Linked DNA regions of Mus musculus: region 1 is linked to region 2. The links are chromatin contacts, called in public Hi-C maps. All regions are on one chromosome and are shown on one strand. Each heading gives the region's core, a stretch centred on a gene start, on an enhancer-like site or on the middle of the called end of the contact. The rest is flanking DNA. Distances are from core to core; before and after follow the strand shown.

Region 1 (4,062 bases), core at 1,160-3,659, 520 kb before region 2:
AAACAGCAATCCTTTAAAGATATTGCCTGGCTATCTATGAAAATAAAACTGAAGTCCTTGCCTGGACCCACAAAGCTCTGGAAACCTGTAAAAGGGTTACCTCTAAAAATACCTCAACTTTCTTTGTTGTGTGTGCTGGCGTCTTGCAAGACCTTGAACTCTCACCTAATTTGTTTCCTCCTCAGGTTTGCATTGGTGAGTTCTTTGGTTTGATTATCTTTCATTTGCCCATGATGATTCACTGTCTCCTTCTTTTAATTTCCAAAACTTAGAGAAATTTGCAGTGAATCCCTTACCTAAAATCCACCTCTTTTTACTAACACCTCTCATATGTTCTTATCTTACCTGTGCATGTTCATGCATGTGCATGTAGACTCGCTCTCCATCCCCAACAACAGGCATGTATGCAAATGAAGGTTAAATGTTTCTTTTGTTCACTATGTCTCTCTAGTACCCATGTCAATGACCATTAAGTCGATGGAATTAAGGTTCACCAAGAGCATCCAATCTCTTACAATGATGCCATTTACAAAATTCATGCTTAAGAAACAAGCATATCAGTTATTTCGCATCATAAACTCAAAAATCATGTTTTCAGAATACAATTCTTTGTATTCTGTCCCACAGGACAGAAGGTGGACATACCTGCTCATGAACTGGTTAAATAACCAGATCATCCAACATTAATTTCAAAGGTTATATTGAAGTGTGTCTAAGCTTTTGAATTTAAAGTCTACTTTATCTGACATTTAAATAGATATCCTGTGCTGTCTCTGACTCTTTTGCCTACTACTGGGACCCTCCTCCTACTGGGTGGCCTAGTCCAGCCTTGATGTGATGGTATGTGCCTGGTCTTATTTGTAGCTTGTTATGCCATGTTTGGTTTATGTCACTGGAAGGGCTGCTCATTTCTAAGGGAGGGAGTGGATCTAGAGGAGAAGGGAAGTGGGGATAGAGACTTGGGGAAGGGAAGGGAAGAAACACTGCAGTCAAGATGTAATATATAGGAGAAGAATTTATATAAAAAATGGAATAAAAAGTGAATGCCTTCTGAGAAGTTAATTCTCAGTAGTATTGAAAAAATGTATAAAAACTTTCTGTATAGTTTTGGGGACTAATTAATTTTGATGTTTGGTGGTTTGAATATTCTTGGTCCATGGTAAATGGCCATACAAGGAAGTGTGGCTTTGTTGGAATAGGTGCGGCTTTGTTGGAGGAAGTATATCGCTGTGTAGGTAGCCTTTGGGGTCTCCAGCTCCACTCAGTATAGAAGAGAGCCTCTGCCTGGCTGCCTACAGAAGATGGTCTCTTTCTTCTGCCTGTGGATCAAGATGCAGAATCCTTGGCTACTCCAGCACCAAGTCTGCCTGCATGCTGCCATGTTTCCTCCCATGATAGACAATGGACTGCAATTTTTAAACTGTAAGCCAGTCCCAATTAAATGTTCTCTTTTCTAAGAGTTGCCTTGGTCATAGTATCTCTTCATAGCAATGAAACTCTAACTAGGGCACTATGTGATTTATTTATATTTATAATATCTTTTAAAATAAAAAAATAAAGCTTTCTGGGAGGGGAGCTAAAAATAAAAACAACCACAATTCTGTACTTTTATAACTAATATTTCCATTTTAGTCTATTTAGTCTGCAAAGATAAGTAGTATTTGTGAGCAAGGATGTTCTTCATAGCCTCTACAATTCAATAAAGCCAAGCTATTTCTGTAATTAAAAACAAAACGTTAAAAAGTTAATCTTCCTTAGGGAGTAGAGTCAAAGCCACTACTAAAGAGAACAGATTACAATGTCATTGAACTGAGACTTGAAAAGGTAGTGCTAAGCTAAGTGACTGCTAATTGCAATGCTCTGTCCTGGGATCCATCTCAGTATCTGTCATTCCACCCAACAAAACCCTTACAGTGGCTTTGTTTTAACTACAGGGTGCTTGCCAGGTCACTTGGCCTCTCTACCTGTGATGCTACACCAGAAAGGCCATCTACCCCAAATCAGCTGATCAGTTGGTTGACCAGCAGTCCATCTAATCCATACACCATAGCTCTGTCCCCTAGAGGGCATACTGAGACTTCCATCACATCATTGAGACATGAGGCACATCAAAAGAAGGCAGCAGGAAGCAATGGGACAAAGGTCAACTGAGAAAAATGGAGGCAATAGACAGAGCAATATGGATACAGGGTACAATGGACAGAATGAAACTAGAAGTCATAGTGTTACTCTCTTGCTATTCTTCAGGGAGCTGATTCTTGGGAACTGTTCCCCTTATTTTATGAGATATCTCCTCAGCAGGAACTCTAAAGAATACATTTTGTACATTTATAAGCGGAGGAAACTTAGCTAATAGAACACTACCTAGATAGAATACTGGGTTAAGTCTTTAACAGTGAACTTGACCTCTGAAAAGTTCGTACCTCCAGGCTGACCTCCGATTCTCTAGTTTTAAGTTAAAAATAGTCCATATATCATGGTATGTATACTAAAACCTAAAGGGGTTTGTTTGTTTATACTCTTTAGAAAATATCAAATTCTTCCCATGAAAGCAAATTCTGGAAAGTCACATTTGGTTTTAGTCTGCCTCCTAGGAAATTCAGTAGTATCCAAGGGAAAACAGGACTGAAAGGGCATGTCACACACCAGAGCCCTGGCTTGTCACAAGGGCACTGCTAGGCTAATGACCCCTGTGACTTACAGGAGCAACTTCCTATAAGCATTTTCAGATATGTAATTACCAGAAAGGGATCACAAACAGAAACAAGGAAGCTCATCAGGAAGTGTTTTCTTATCTCATTGTCTGGCCTTTTAACACCTATCAAGGCTGTTAGAAACCATTGTAGGTGTGTATTCTCTCACTAGTTTAATGTCTGAGAAGCTGAGATAACCAGGTGCTAAGGTTTGAAAAGAATAAAAAAGAAAGAAAAAGTAAGAAATGGGTTCTTCCCCACTGAAAGACATAAAGCAGTAAAGAATGGTTGTTTTTCTAATTAATTAACAAAAGGATTTTTGAAAAAGACTTTAAATTGGAAGGAAATCTTAGCTCTGAGTCCTTCCTCCTTTGTTTCACTCACTGCTCCATGATTGAGGTCTACAAACGGGGATGATAACTGGTGTCTGTTTGCAGTACTTCTTCTGCATGGGCTTCAACAGTATCCAGGAAGAAGGTGACTCCTACCCTGGTTAATCTCCTGCCTCAGCTCTGTCTGCCTCTGCAGTGTGAACCCAGTGTACACTTACAGAGTGAGGAGAGTAAAGCGTCATGTCTGCCCAGAGATCCACTGTAGAGTTTAATCTTGTGCAGACATCTCTAATGTCACATTGCTGACTGGCCAGCTGGTAATTCACAATGAGAAACAGCAAAGTTCCTTTTCAATTGTAATTTTAAAAGAATCCTGGTTCATTAACTGTCTTAATTTTATTTTATTACATGAATAATGTGTGTAATTTGATGAGTGTTTTAGTTTTGTAAGAATAGTTTTATTGACATGTAGTTCTTATAGTATATAAACAACCTCATTAAAATGTGCAACTCCATTTTTACATATCTAACTGTACAACTGTCAGCATGGTACCCTTTAGGATATCTCTATACCTCTTACAAACAAGCAAATAGCCCTGCACCCATTAAGAGTCCTATTCCCCTCTTCCATGCCTGTGGGAATCACTAACCTGTTTTTGGTTTTGTGCATTTCCCTATTCTGGCCATGTTTTTAAATAAAATCACAGTATTTTTCAGTGGTAAATGAGTCAGGAAACATTTTAAATGGTTTTGTAAATGTTTCTAATTCTTGGCTGGTGTAGAGAGAATAGCTGGGGTGCGGTGACTGCTTTTTTTATGCAGTCTATCACAATATCACACCTCTGGAAAGTTCCATCCTGCATGAACAATAGCAAAACAGTAAAATAAAACAAAACAAAAAGACAAATGGCATCCTTTGGTTATGAATAAAGTAGTTTTACTCTCACAGAACTGCAAAGGGGGTCTTGGGTGATCCTGCCAACATCTTTACACTGCTGATCTCAATTCTGCTCTAAAACTGACAGGGGCTCTTTCCA
Region 2 (3,808 bases), core at 258-2,757:
TAGATGTATATTACAGATAGATAGATAGGCAGACAGACTACAGATATATATATATATTGTAGATATCCAACATTGACCTCTCTGGCCTCCACATACATGGGCACACACATACACATAATCACATGCACACACAAATGAACATGCATACACATATCCATACAGACAAAACAAATCTCCATAAATATAAATGTAATATACTTACAATGCTATCTTACACACATTCTGAATATATGAAAGACTGTGTCAGAATTTTTTAAAATAAAACATACTATCTTGCCTCCAGAGATTATTTGTGTATTGATGAGACCTGTTAACAATAATTTGTAAGGAAAATGACAAATTATATTTTATATTCTTTTTAGAATGAACAAGAAAATATTCATTTCCATATTCATTTTATGTGTTTCGAAAAGAGAACATGTTCTGATGTAGCAGTGGAAAACAACGCCTTGTTAAAAAAATCACATAGTGGTGCTTTTGGTAAGGAAGCAATGTTTCATGACATGGATTAAATATATCGGTGAAAGTTTATCACACCGACATCAGTCTTTTTAAAAGAAGCAGTCTATAAATTGTATGAAAATATAAGGACAAATGTCTAGAAAGCACTATACTCATAAAACTAGATAGAAAATACTATAATACAAAATAGCTTTTATAGTACAACCTCAAGCTAAAGAATTGACTGCCAAACTCAGATTCTTTCTCAAACACAGCCAACAGTATCACATAATAATTATTCATGGTTCAATAATACAATGTGAACATTAAGCATTCTTCTACATAAATGAGGCCTGCTTATTGACAAAGCATACTAAATAAAGTATATGTCATCTCTACATGGAGAAGATATAGTACATAACTTACTCATTCAAAATCCACCTCACTTGCAGTTTCAATAATTTAACAATCCCAATTTGAATATAAATGTTCATTTAAATTAACTCATATAATAAATATCAATCAATATAACGTTTACCTAAAAGAGCTGTGTTTTCCTTTAGAAATAAATCATTTTATGTCAGGATGTGTTTATGGACTCAAAATCCTGAATTTCAAGAAGCCATCTCACAGTTAGTTTAATTTGAATTCCCTCTTCAAATTTGCCTGCTATCTAGTCAGCATGTTTTCCTAGGGGGAGAAAACCGCAGAGCTGTCCACTTGTAAGGTGACTTCTTTCACTTGGGTGGGTATCCTCTTCATCAACAACTAAGTGAGGATGTAAACTTGTCAAACCGAAGGCGTAAGAACAGTGTGCACATGATAAGTTTATCCCACGTGGAGGGGCTTATCAGGAGGTAGCAGAAACAGTGCACTGAACTGAACGACTCTCCAAAGACTAGATCAACACTAAAGAAAATTCTCAAAACCGAAGAAGCATTTAATTCCCATTCCTGGCTGTCTGCCATCAGAACTCCACTCAAATGTATTTATTTCATTAGCTATTAACAGGATGTAGGTAACAGGTTTTCAAATGAACCCTGGTAAGAGCAGTCTCGAAGAAGACACACTTACACAATATCTATGACCAGAGGCAAGCTGGTAAGGACGAGCAAGTTGATACTGGATTTTTATATGTATTAAAATTACCATCCAACAAGAAAAATCTCATTCCCCCTCATAAATAAAGAATAACTGGGAATTGGAAAGATTCTCAATAGTAGGTTTTATTGTCACAAAAAAATAAGCAACAATAACTCTATCGTATCAGTTGCTGCCCCGTGCACTGATTTCCGTAACAAGGTATCAGACTAGAACAGTTTTACAAACAACTGCAGCCAAGAGAAATTTGGCAAGTTCTACCACAGTCTTCTCTGTATAGATTTATTTTTAAAAACAAACAAAAATCTCTAAGCTAAACCACTACTCAAGCATGTGCAGGACTGTAGCCTATGTCTCTGTATCAGCTGTGCACACCTTGACATTCATTTTCTACAACCAACACTTGGGATGCAACTTCTATCCACACCCAGCATCATATTTTACAGAGAAACAGCGCCATCTTTTGATGCCAAACAAAAGCCCATAATACTAGCTTTTCAAACCTTTTTGTCAGGTAAATTCACAACATACACAACTGTCATTGCATTTTATATCATAACTATCATCTCCTAAGAGTGTTTTAATTCCAAAATTCATAAACAGCACAGAAGATTGCATACCAAGGCGCAAATATTACAAAATCATATCAAAAGCATCTACTTTGGATCAATAATATAATAATTTCTAATCACTATCTTTTAAACAAAACTTATCAATTATGTCATTCAACTTATATACATTAAATAAAAAATTTGTTCTGGCATTGCTGTTAGAAGTCAGGTGCTCCCTCAAGTCTGCACATGGTGACTCAGCCCCAGCAGGCATGTCATTACCAGCCGCCACCAAATGTAACCAGCATACTCTTCCAAAGGTCTCTGCCATCAGATGGCTCTCTGTCTCTCTCTCCCTGCCTCTTAGGTAAGATCTGTTGGGTGCTGTGATCTCTGTAGCATCCCTTGGCCCTTGCTGGCCAGGTACCGGTGCTACATGAAGCCTAACAGTTGCTATATCTCAATACTGATTATATTTAAGATACGCTCATTAATACCATAACTGGACAGATAGTATCAGCAGTAAATTATCAGCTAAGTCCAGAAAAACACAAAAACAAATACAGTAAGTTACTGAGTTACTTACACCAATGACACAATGTCACCACGCTGTACTTCAAAATTTCTCACTTTCCAGTGGTTCAAAAGTACCACATCTGAGGACTGGCTTCCTCCAGGATTCAAAGAAGGCTACAAAATAAGAAGAGATACATTTATCACTTGTAATATTTTTCAGTCTTTATGATGCAGTGTACTTCATAGCTTGAGAACAATTCAATAAAAAAAATCCTACTACTGTACAATTTTAAAGCAAGAACAAATGAGTTTTCAGACAGGCTAACTAGGATTCCTCAAAAAAATGGAAAATAATAATATTAATAATGTTACCAATATCTAATGCAAGGAAAATATATATGCTTGAAATGAAGTCTTCACTAAATTCTAGTAAAGAGGTACATAAAGCTACATGAAGAATAAAAACTCATGCAAACAGCGACTCGATTGTCCCAGGATAATATTCTGATGGGACCTACTCCAAATCATCATTCCATATGGAAAGCGAGGAAATAATCTAACGGCAACCAGCAAAACATCTGTATGAAGAACCACCTGGAGCAGAGCAATAGGGATGGGAAAAGCACTAGCATAGGGATTGCCACCCCTCTCTTTCCAAGAGCATGTCCAGGTCCCGGTCTAAGACTGTCCTGGAATTCAGACAATGTCGGTTGTGCCTGAGGATGAATGAAGTGATAACTGGGAAGCACTGTGTTCACCGAGCCACAAAAATTTCAACCATGGCCCATAGAATCAACATGGCTGCTATTTGAATGGGGCACCAAATAGTCAATAAATAACAAGTCCAAGATGGAAGGGGGGAGGGGACAAAGAATGAGAACTACGAGGAGAGTGTTTTCACGACAAGTAAAAATGGAAATGTGAGAAACAGCAATTTCTGTGATGACAGAACGAGCCCCCAATAGCTGGGGCTGTTTGTTTCACTGCAAACTGATGGAGACAGCAAGAGAAGACACAATCAAGACACGGGCAATGAAAAGGAGTAAGGGCCAGGCAGCCACGCACTGAAACAACAGTGACAAACATTTAAGGTTCCTTGGAATCAAGGGCTATGGAGATGGTTTGTGGGTAAGTGCTTGCTACATATACCAAAGAACCTGAATCCGGAGCCCCAACATCCTCATAAAGGGCACAGACAG

The links. Hi-C and Micro-C count contacts between places; a contact is called where the count stands out from the background.
Region 1: a contact with region 2 is called in a Hi-C map of the N1E-115 cell line, with 3 times the contacts expected there. The contact joins two enhancer-like sites. A contact is called at or near these places in 1 of 15 datasets of contacts at CTCF or cohesin (pro-B cells), 3 of 484 Hi-C or Micro-C datasets (the N1E-115 cell line, cumulus cells and embryonic stem cells) and 1 of 115 datasets of contacts at active chromatin or transcription factors (large pre-B cells).

What each region holds. Positions count from the first base shown.
Region 1 is chr12:41,629,583-41,633,644 of GRCm38.p6, reverse strand. The region is part of intron 5 of Immp2l (IMP2 inner mitochondrial membrane peptidase-like (S. cerevisiae)); the gene reads right to left. Among named protein-coding and RNA genes, the nearest start is that of Gm40412, 24 kb to the right of the region's middle. Within about 2 kb of position 2,409, at least 2 of the 459 cell types and tissues checked have an H3K27ac peak or open chromatin away from gene starts, as enhancers often do. A contact at or near this core is called in the N1E-115 cell line, where this site is marked.
Region 2 is chr12:41,109,815-41,113,622 of GRCm38.p6, reverse strand. Immp2l (IMP2 inner mitochondrial membrane peptidase-like (S. cerevisiae)) reads right to left here. Exons shown (of 7, transcript NM_053122.4): 4 at 2,680-2,783. Among named protein-coding and RNA genes, the nearest start is that of Immp2l, 88 kb to the right of the region's middle. Within about 2 kb of position 1,507, at least 7 of the 459 cell types and tissues checked have an H3K27ac peak or open chromatin away from gene starts, as enhancers often do. A contact at or near this core is called in the N1E-115 cell line, where this site is marked.